2 separate regions of the Hordeum vulgare genome follow, and region 2 is linked to region 1. Evidence: chromatin contacts called from public Hi-C data. All regions are on one chromosome and are shown on one strand. Each heading gives the region's core, a stretch centred on a gene start, on an enhancer-like site or on the middle of the called end of the contact. The rest is flanking DNA. Distances are from core to core; before and after follow the strand shown. Region 1 holds the start of LOC123443613 (AMSH-like ubiquitin thioesterase 3). Region 2 holds the start of LOC123443614 (ubiquitin-like-specific protease ESD4).

Region 1 (4,970 bases), core at 540-3,039:
ACAGCTCGGTCCGAGACGGCGGGCGACTTACTCCGCACCCGCGACGACATTCTGGCTGAGGCGCGCCAGCGTCTTGTCCAAGCACAGCAGCTGGCTCGGAAGTACTATGATGCTCATCATCGCGAGGCGGAGTTCGCGGTGGGCGATTGGGTGTGGTTGCGCCTCCTCCACAGGACCACGCAGTCTCTGGACCCGCGCTCCAAGCGCAAATTGGGACCTCGCTACGCCGGTCCCTTTCCTGTGCTGGAGCGTGTCGGTACACTCGCATACCGCTTGGAGCTGCCAGCTGGTTCTCGCCTCCACGACGTCTTCCATGTCGGATTACTGAAGGCCTACCGCGGGGACCCTCCTGCAGCGACGCCGGCCCTTCCTCCTACTTCGGATGGCCGCCTCCTTCCAGCTTCCGCACAGGTGGCGAAGCTGCTGCAGGCGCAATAGCGTCGCGGCGTCTAGCATGTCTTGGTACAGTGGACCGGCCTGCCAGAGGAGGAAGCGACTTGGGAGAAGCTCGACGATTTCCGCCAGCAGTTTCCAGATGTTCAGCTCGAAGACGAGCTGTTTGAGAAGGCGGGGAGAGATGTTATGACCGGTACAACGTACCAACGGAGGAGGCCCAATGGGCAGGGTTAGTTACGGGCTTAGCCCTAGTTATCTTAGGTATATTAGAGTCCAAGTTATATTAGAAGTCCAAGTTATATTAGAGTCCAAGATATCTAGGGTTCAGTGGAGGTTGTCCTCCTATATAAACACATGTACCCCTTCGATATTAAGCAGACAATAAACAGTATTCTGTTGTCGGAGACGGGAGCCCCAAACCATAGCCGTCTCTCTCTCTCTCTCTCACGCCGCGACGGCACCCAACCGCCGGCGCCGGCGTCCCCAACCTCGCAGCCCGCACTTCCACCCCTACAACCTACGTCCGAGACCTGGTAGAACCCTAGCCTCTACCAAAAACGCTCTTATATTATGGGACGGAGAGAGTAATACTTTAATTGTTTGATACCATAAACACAGTAGTTACTGAGCTCGTAAGAGGAATTACAGAGGAGTTGGCATTTCTGACGAACTCTGCCTCCCTCAACTTGAATACGGGGTAATCACGGTGCTTGGGGATGGTCTCACACAGCAAGCTGCAGCAGGTCAGACGTCAGGCGTTAACTGATCATCACAATAGTAAGAAGCGAATATCAGGATTAATCAATCAACGTTCAGCCAACCTTGTATATCTCAGGAGGATGACATACAGGTCGAGGATGTTCTTCTCGTCTCGATATATCTTGGCCTGTGCAGCACATAAAAGAACAAAATTTTAGCACCGTCTGGAACAATTCCAACAAAAATACGGTAGCACTAACGTTAATTACGTACAAACCAAATTCATCACATCGCGTGTTAACAGAACAAGAAAACAACCGCGAATTGCGCGAAAGACCAGCTAGAAGTTAAATTTCAGCCCCAAAAGGGCAGATCTATAGTGGTGGTAGGAATTCCGCGCGAGAGATTTCGAAGATGGTTAGGGTTTGACCTGGCGGAGGAGGGTGCCCGCGATGCGGAAGTAGTAGGGGAGGCTGATGCGGTGGTCGATGGCGATCGGCCGCGCGCAGGCCTCGATGCTGATGATGCCCTTGGCAGGCTGCGGTGGCCCCATGGCCTTGTCTGGCGAGCTCCTCTCCTCCTCCGGCCAGAAGTTTGCGACGAGAATTAGTGACAAGAATTAGCTACGCGGGTTAGGAAAGGAGCGGCAGACTTCGGGAATTAGCACGCACTCGCATTCCACGCGGCGAAGTAGTCGTTCTGGCGGTGTACCGCCTTCGTACTAGGTATTTTAGGCAATTGATGGATTATTCCGGTCAAATCTTAGGACCTGTTTGGTTTCAAATAATTGATCTGAAAAGTGTAAAAAGTAAGTTATTTTATCAAACAGACTCAACTTGTAAGTCACCTAATTTATAAGTCATAAGTTTTATAAGTCATAAGTTGTTCTATCCTAATTTAAAACTTATAAGTCACCCACTTTTGCGTGGGTCCCACCACTGTAACATCTCAAATTTTCAACTTGAAATGTTATTGCATTATAGTATCTTGCATATCATATTTTATTTGCATAATTACTGATCCAAAAAAATTCTAAGCAACTCAAGTATTCTTGGAGAGAGTTGGGAATTTATTTATTTTCATATTGGGATTTTCTCAAATAATGAAAAGAGGATCATTGATTTTAATTATTTTTCTCTTCAAATATTTCATATATAAAAATATGAGAGAGGAAATAAAATGACTTTTCCAAAATTTAGAAATATTTGAGAGGAAATATTAAAGCCAAATAATAATTTTTATTTGGATTTTATTTGCTATTTTATTTGATTTACGAAAATACGCGTTTTTTAAAATATTATTTCGGTCTTTTAAAAATGTCCACATTGTAGAACTCGTTTTACAAATTCGGCAAGATTTGTTTCATCGAAATCGGAGTTCGTATGGACTTTCGTTTTAATTTTCTATCTTGTTCGGTTTTAAAAAACGAACCGACCCCGGAGGCCTATATAAGCCGCCCGACCCCATGCGCACAAACCCTAGCCGCAGCCCGCCGCCCGAGGTAGGAAAAATATATATATATACATATTTTTCTCAGATTTATTTATTTATTTATTTTGGTTTATTTAATTAACGGACGTTCGTCCGTACGTTCGTTTTAACCAACACTATTCGTTAATTAGTTTCACACGACGAACGTTCGTTCTTCCGTCTGTTCGTTAGATTTATTTTCGGGGATTTTTCCGTGATTAATTTCGATCGCGATTCCTGATCCGAATTTCGTTTTAATTTAACTTTTCGCTCGTTTATCGAAATCAGGTGATTCAAACGCCCAGATTTTCGTCACGAAAATCTCTTTCCGATTAATCCACTTGCACAAGATTTTTACAAATAAAATTTTGACTTTAGTCCAGATTAGTAAACGAATCCCGTTTTTTCGCAGTTTGAGTTTCGTTGATCCGTTTGATTTGATTCTTTTTGCAAACCGGAGTTCTTTACTTGAACTTTCTGGTTAGATCTTATTCGATTTTACCGGTGCATCTATATTGTTGCTTATGTGTGCTATTGTTTGTTGTGATAGAATACACGGATTGTGAAGCGTGCTACTACGAGTCCCTAGGTTTTGCGGATCATCAGTAAGGCAAGTAACACTTTGATCATATCCCCTATTACCCAGTTTTATTGCATTAGATCCACCCACACACATTGCATGGTTAGGATCTAATTAACATGTGAGTATTGGGAAGTAGATACACAGGTAGAACCTATTACATGTCTACTGTCAAACTTTTGGGAGTTACTTCTATGTTATGTTATTATTGCTATGATATGCTCGTAGACGTTATTGGGTGAGTGATTCCATGACAGATGTGTGTATTGTTAATTAAAGGTTAACTTAAGGTGTCTACTTAAATACACATATGGGTGGATTGCTTGAGGCACCTTGGAATCCCCAGTGGCTGTGAGGATATCCCGGGGGAACCGTGTGATCATCCTAAGGTCCGCCACCCAGGTTCAAAGGGATCATAAGACTATTCATACCTGAAACTTACGTGTGCAGCCGCAAGCTATTATGGGCTCTGGCATAGTTGAGTAAGTTGTGTGAAGCTCTCGAAGTGGTAGACTAGCACATTTAGAGGGTATAGGTGGTACGGTCTACCCGGAAGTAGAGAGTTAATGCTTCAGAAAGACTGTGTCTCGAATCTCCGACCATGGATGTATTTGAGTCTTGTGGGCAAAGTGCACAACCTCTGTAGAGTGTACAAACTAATCATGATTAGTCGTGTCCCCTGTTATGGACAACTTGAGTATCTGGTTCTTGGATTTTTCATGTGTATCTCAACACTCTAAATTAATTTGCGGGTTAATGATGATTAGTTTTGGGTTTGAGTTGGAGGAACCTTCTCATTGTTTAATAACTAACAACGTAGTTAAATAAACTTTGTTCCACTAATATAGTGTCACGCCCAAGATGCGACCCTATCCTCAATTTGGCACGAAGGCCTCGTCAGGGATAGAAGTGTTGGGGAACGTCGCATGGGAAACAAAAATTTTCCTACGCGCACGAAGACCTATCATGGTGATGTCCATCTACGAGAGGGGATTTCCGATCTACATACCCTTGTAGATCGCACAGCAAAAGCGTTAGTGAACGCGGTTGATGTAGTGGAACGTCCTCACGTCCCTCGATCCGTCCCGCGAACCGTCCCGCGATCCGTCTCACGATCTAGTGCCGAACGGACGACACCTCCGCGTTCAGCACACGTACAGCTCGACGATGATCTCGGCCTTCTTGATCCAGCAAGAGAGACGGAGAGGTAGATGAGTTCTCCGGCAGCGTGACAGCGCTCCGTAGGTTGGTGGTGATCTAATCTCGCCAGGGCTCCGCCCGAGCTCCGCAGAAAACGCAATCTAGAGGTAAAACCGTGGAGGTATGTGGTCGGGCTGCTTTGGTAAAGTTGTCTCAAATCAGCCCTAATTGCTCCATATATATAGGAGGAGGGAGGGGAGGCTTGCCTTGAGGCTCAAGGAGCCCCAAGGGCTGCACACCAAGGGGAGGAGGAGTCCTCCTCCAATCCTAGTCCAACTAGGATTGGAAAGTGGAGTCCTTCTCTCCTTTCCCACCTCTTTTTTTTCTCTTTGATTTTCTATCCTTGGCGCATAGGGCTTTCTTGGGCTGTCCCACCAAGGCCTATGGGCTTCCCTGGGGTGGGTTGCCCCCCCCCCCCCGTGAACACCCGGAACCCATTCGTCATTCCCGATAACTCCGAAAACCTTCCGGTAATCAAATGAGGTCATCCTATATATCAATCTTCGTTTCTGGACCATTCCGGAAACCCTCGTGACGTCCGTGATCTCATCCGGGACTCCGAACAACATTCGGTAACCAACCATATAACTCAAATACGCATAAAACAACGTCGAACCTTAAGTGT
Region 2 (4,598 bases), core at 1,528-4,027, 190 kb after region 1:
AAGTGACCTAACTCATCGCGCTAGTAATAATTAAACAGTACTGCACCATCACCAAACCATACCACTTAATTAGCATGCAGAAGTGCAAAATGTTTATAAATGACAGAAACATGATGATCAAACAAGCTAATGGAAATCTGGAGAGAAAAATTAGGACCTAAGCAGTCACGCAAAAATTCCGGATGTAACTCTAAAGGGATTCAAGTAAAGATGACTGCAAGCAAAAAAGCAAAGCCATGCCAAAATGGTGCAACAAAACATTGAACATAGTAGTGGACCTTCTTGTAGAAAAAAGTGTTGAAGAAGTGGCATTTTAGAAACTTGGTAGGCTCTCTCAGTTCACGCTCTTTCAGAAGCTCAAGATACAAATTTATGACCTGAAAATAACCAGGAAAAGTCATATAATAATGTCTAATTCTATATGCTTACAATGGAGTCCGGAAAAAGAGAACATCTGAACATATATAGCAGAGGGAATAGAATACCTCATCATTTAGCCAGTGTTTATCGTTCAAGCACTGCAAGATCTCTCTTGTTATGACAATATTTGAAGCTTTATGCTCCGATAGAATCTCACGTCTGGAGACAAAAAGAGGAACTTAGACAGTGTTATACCAGAAGTGTGCATACAGCCTACTGTGTCTTAACAAGAGCAGAGAAGAGGAAAACCTATTCTTGCCACCAAGAGCATGCCGAACACTGTCCTCATCCTCAGCCGTTAGAGGAACAAAAGGTTCCGGCACCTCCTGAGACAGATGTCGGCACAGATATTTAACATCGAACAGAGCAATAACATTTCGTCAAAAGGAAGATTCCACTAGTTTGATTATAACACTTTATTCTTGCTTTCTGTAACAATAACTGCAGTGCTGTTTTTGTATCCCCAGTTTCCATTTTCCAGTATTAATGACATTGCATAATCTAAAGGTACCATCCAAAAGTACTTCGAAAAAAACATGTATCACATGACCAACAACCTTTAAGATGATGTAATACTTATGGGTGATAGCAGTAAAATAACTCAAATTAATTAAGACCAATTATAGTATACAAAGACGAGAAATGTTGATCTCAGCAGACCTGCAAAAACACAAAAACACTTAACGCTCATACTAGACTCCAATGGTGAGTTCACCAGTATATATATCAGCTGCATGCCAATGCCCTTAGGCACGACCATGCATAACAAAGAAAACAAGGAGTGGGCAATTAACAGCAGGTGCTGTAGAGAAACTCACTGCAGAAGAGGATAAATCATTAATTTAAGATTAACAACTGGTGAGGTTCGTTTAGTATCCCAGAATTGCACAAATGATACGTCACATCCCATAAAGTTTGGTATCCCAATGCACACTAACAATGTCATATCAAGTGTGCTAGCATTACATACAAGTTAGTCCTGTGATTATTTTTCATATCGGAACCAACCAAATTTAGTTTATCTTTATTTCATAGAAATGCCTCTCAGTTACAGCGTTCTATTATTACCTAATAATCATTTCGCAAAATAAACACTGCTTTCCAGGCCTGAAAAATCAGTACATACAGATAGTATAAAAAAAGATGAACAAGCTGCTCCATTGCTTCACACGAACCTAATCCTTTCCAGGAACTCAAACCAATTGTAAGCCGCCGGTTTAGTTAAGAAATAATTTTTAAGTGGACATAATTAGTTGCTTCCATAATCAGATTCTCAGAAAAAGCTCTTGTTCACAACAGCTTTCTTGTTTCATGAGCATATCAAGGTTTACGGCTATGGTCTCAGCTCTAGCACTTGGGGACAAGAATCCACAAATTTTATTGTGTCAGGCCCTTTACCTAATGCAAGTAAGTTTGAGTAAATGTATAGCAACAACTCTGCAAACTCTGCATTGTATAAAGTCATTATACAATTCATTTATGACAAACAGATAAAGGATGATCGAGAGTACACCTTTTTGTTGGGCGTGATTTGCGGACGGACCTTGGGGAGCGGCTCAAATCCAAGTCGGCCCTTCTCGGCAAGACACACCTCAAACTCAAGTATCCTGAGCCTATCGTCGCGCTGCCGGCTGGACGCCTCATACAGATCCTTGTACAGAGTCACCTTCCTCACTACGACCTCACCCTTCACCTCGTCTCGCTCCTCTTCGTCCTGCTTTATATCTCCAAGGTCATCGACGGCGACCACCTCAACGGTAGCTTTCGCGCCTCTCGGCACATAGGCGAGGGGAGTAGGCGGCGGGGGGTGAGTGACACTATTGACAAGGTCGACGTACTGGTCGAGGCCGAGAGGTTGTGGTGGCGGGGACTGAGAACAAGACGATGGATCGGAGTTGGAGCGGGTATTTCCGAGGCCGAAGGCACGGATGACGCGCTTGGGCCCATGGATGGGGCGCTGGACCGGCGGTCGCGGGGGAAGGCGGCGGCGGCTGGGGCGCAACGAGGAAAATGAGGAGGAGGTGGAGGCGGAGGCGGTTGACGAAATGGGACCCGGCGCAGCCGAGGAGGTCGACGAGGGGACGTGAGAAGACGAGTGGAGAGGCAGAGGAGGGGCGGTGGGGAGAAGGGGTGCGAGCTTGGGCTTCTTGGAGGGAGATGGAGCGGAGGAAGGGAAGGAGGGGAGGAGGCGGTGGTCGGCGGAGACGCGCTTGCGGCTTTCGGTGAGGGCGCCCATCGCCGCCGGCGGAAACCCTAACCAGGCGAAAAAAAATTTGGGGTGCGCAGCAGAGCGTGGCCTTGCCGAAGCGAGGAGCCGGGGATCCCCTCTTTTTTCCCAAACCACGTATGCATCGTTAGATTTTCATGGAAAAAATTAGCTATTTACCACTTTTAATACTGGGCTTCGCAAAATTACCACTTTTAAGATTGACTTGGTAAAAATGCCACCTAGCTCCTTTGCACTTTGATTATCATGTCATTTTTTATTTTTCTATTGCTTTTCTTTTTCTTTTCCATTTTTGGGACCTAAAAGGACCAAAGTATCCTTTAGCTGTTTCAACCTTATCTAGTGCGTTTGTGGTCTGATTGGTTGTATCGTATTGTTCTAGTCTAGCTCGTTCTTGTCGCCGGGCTTGCTTGCCGCCATACCTCACTGATGCCTGCGCTAGCTATCCGAACTCCGCCGGTGTTCGCCCATGGTTGTGCGCCGCTGCAAGTTCTCGTCGTCACTCGTCATTGCAGCTCTCCGTCGACGCTCGTCCATGTCTGCACGTGCCGATCCAGCTCGCTCTCGCGCCGCGGATCCTTCCGTGTCCCAGCGCAGCTCGCCGCAGGTGCTTGTGCACGCCTGGACGCGACAGCGCAGCCCGCCGTGGGTGCTCGCCCTTGCGTGTGGTGCCGGGTGACGGGTAGGACGCAATGCCGAGGAGATCGACAGCACAAGACACCAAGGTGATCGTCGGGACACGAAGTCGTGGAGATCGGCAGTACACAACGTCAAGGAAAATGGCAGCGCGTGATGTCTAGGAGATGGTGGCTACGCCCAGCGATTGACCCAAGAAGTCCAGGCGCAGGGATGTGGCAAGCACGGGCATTCTCGGCAGGCAGCACTCATCCTCTTGGAGTATTGATTTGGTTCCAAAGTACGTGAAGATAGCATCAGGGGTACTTTGGTCCTTTTAGGTCCTAGAAAATGGAAAATAAAAAGAAAAGCAATAGAAAATGAAAAAATGGCATGATAATCAAAGTGCAAAGGAGCTAGGTGGCATTTTTACGAAGTCAATTATGAAAGTGGCAATTTTGCGAAGCCCGATATTGAAAGTGGTAAATAGCCAATTTTCTCAATTTTCATGTATTGTAGCAAAATTATTTCGATGCAATAAATTTCGTTCACGGTGCATTAATTTTTGTTTACGGTTGTAACAAAAATATAGTTGTAGCAAAAATATATGAACGTGGTCGTAACAAAAAACGAAGTTGATGATGCGTGGTAGCAAAATAAAAAAGGTTGTAGCAAAACAATTCGATGAACTCGGGTTACAACTATGACGAACGTGTATGCAGCTTTTTTAGTGAACGGTTGCAGCAAAAAATGATACCGGTTGTAGCAAAAATCTGACGAACTGGGTTACAACCAAATGTATATGCAGCTTTTTTAGTGAATAAATGTAGCAAATTTGGACATTGGTTGTAGCCATACGCGCGGGTCGCGCGCGAGATGCGTGGACAGCGAGCTACCGGCGCGTTGCTTCCACCGACGCGTTGAAGGAAAACGCTTCCCAATTGTAAAAGAGAAAGATATAAAGAAATGACACAATTAGGGTAAAGATTTAGAGACAAGTATAGAAAGAAAAGCGGTTGCGTAGCTAAAAAAACTAGCCGAGGCCCACCAGCATGTGTGCATGGGTGCAACACGAGCCCACTAGATGAAGCCGGATCGTACGCTGCCCACGAGACCGGTGGGACGCGCGATCGTTCGTCCGGTTGGGAACGTTTCCTTTTATTTTTTATCTCCTTCTTCTCTTGAGAAAATCATTTTTAGCTGTGACTACCTCTTTTCCGGTTTACACGACTTATCTCAAAATTTTTGTTTTCCCATTTTATTGGTCTCATTTCTAGTGATTCACATCATGTGCTCAAATATCGAGGTGCAATAAATCTCTGCATGCAAGGATTAA

Evidence for each region. Hi-C and Micro-C count contacts between places; a contact is called where the count stands out from the background.
Region 2: a contact with region 1 is called in a Hi-C map of leaf, with 4 times the contacts expected there. The contact joins the promoter of LOC123443614 here to the promoter of LOC123443613 in region 1. A contact is called at or near these places in 2 of 6 Hi-C or Micro-C datasets (leaf and seedling).

The regions. Positions count from the first base shown.
Region 1 is chr3H:249,376,337-249,381,306 of MorexV3_pseudomolecules_assembly, forward strand. LOC123443613 (AMSH-like ubiquitin thioesterase 3) reads right to left here and starts at 1,790. Exons shown (of 14, transcript XM_045120078.1): 1 at 1,526-1,790; 2 at 1,218-1,282; 3 at 1,043-1,130. The coding sequence starts at 1,648.
Region 2 is chr3H:249,560,750-249,565,347 of MorexV3_pseudomolecules_assembly, forward strand. LOC123443614 (ubiquitin-like-specific protease ESD4) reads right to left here and starts at 2,778. Exons shown (of 9, transcript XM_045120081.1): 1 at 1,964-2,778; 2 at 670-746; 3 at 486-579; 4 at 279-377. The coding sequence starts at 2,656.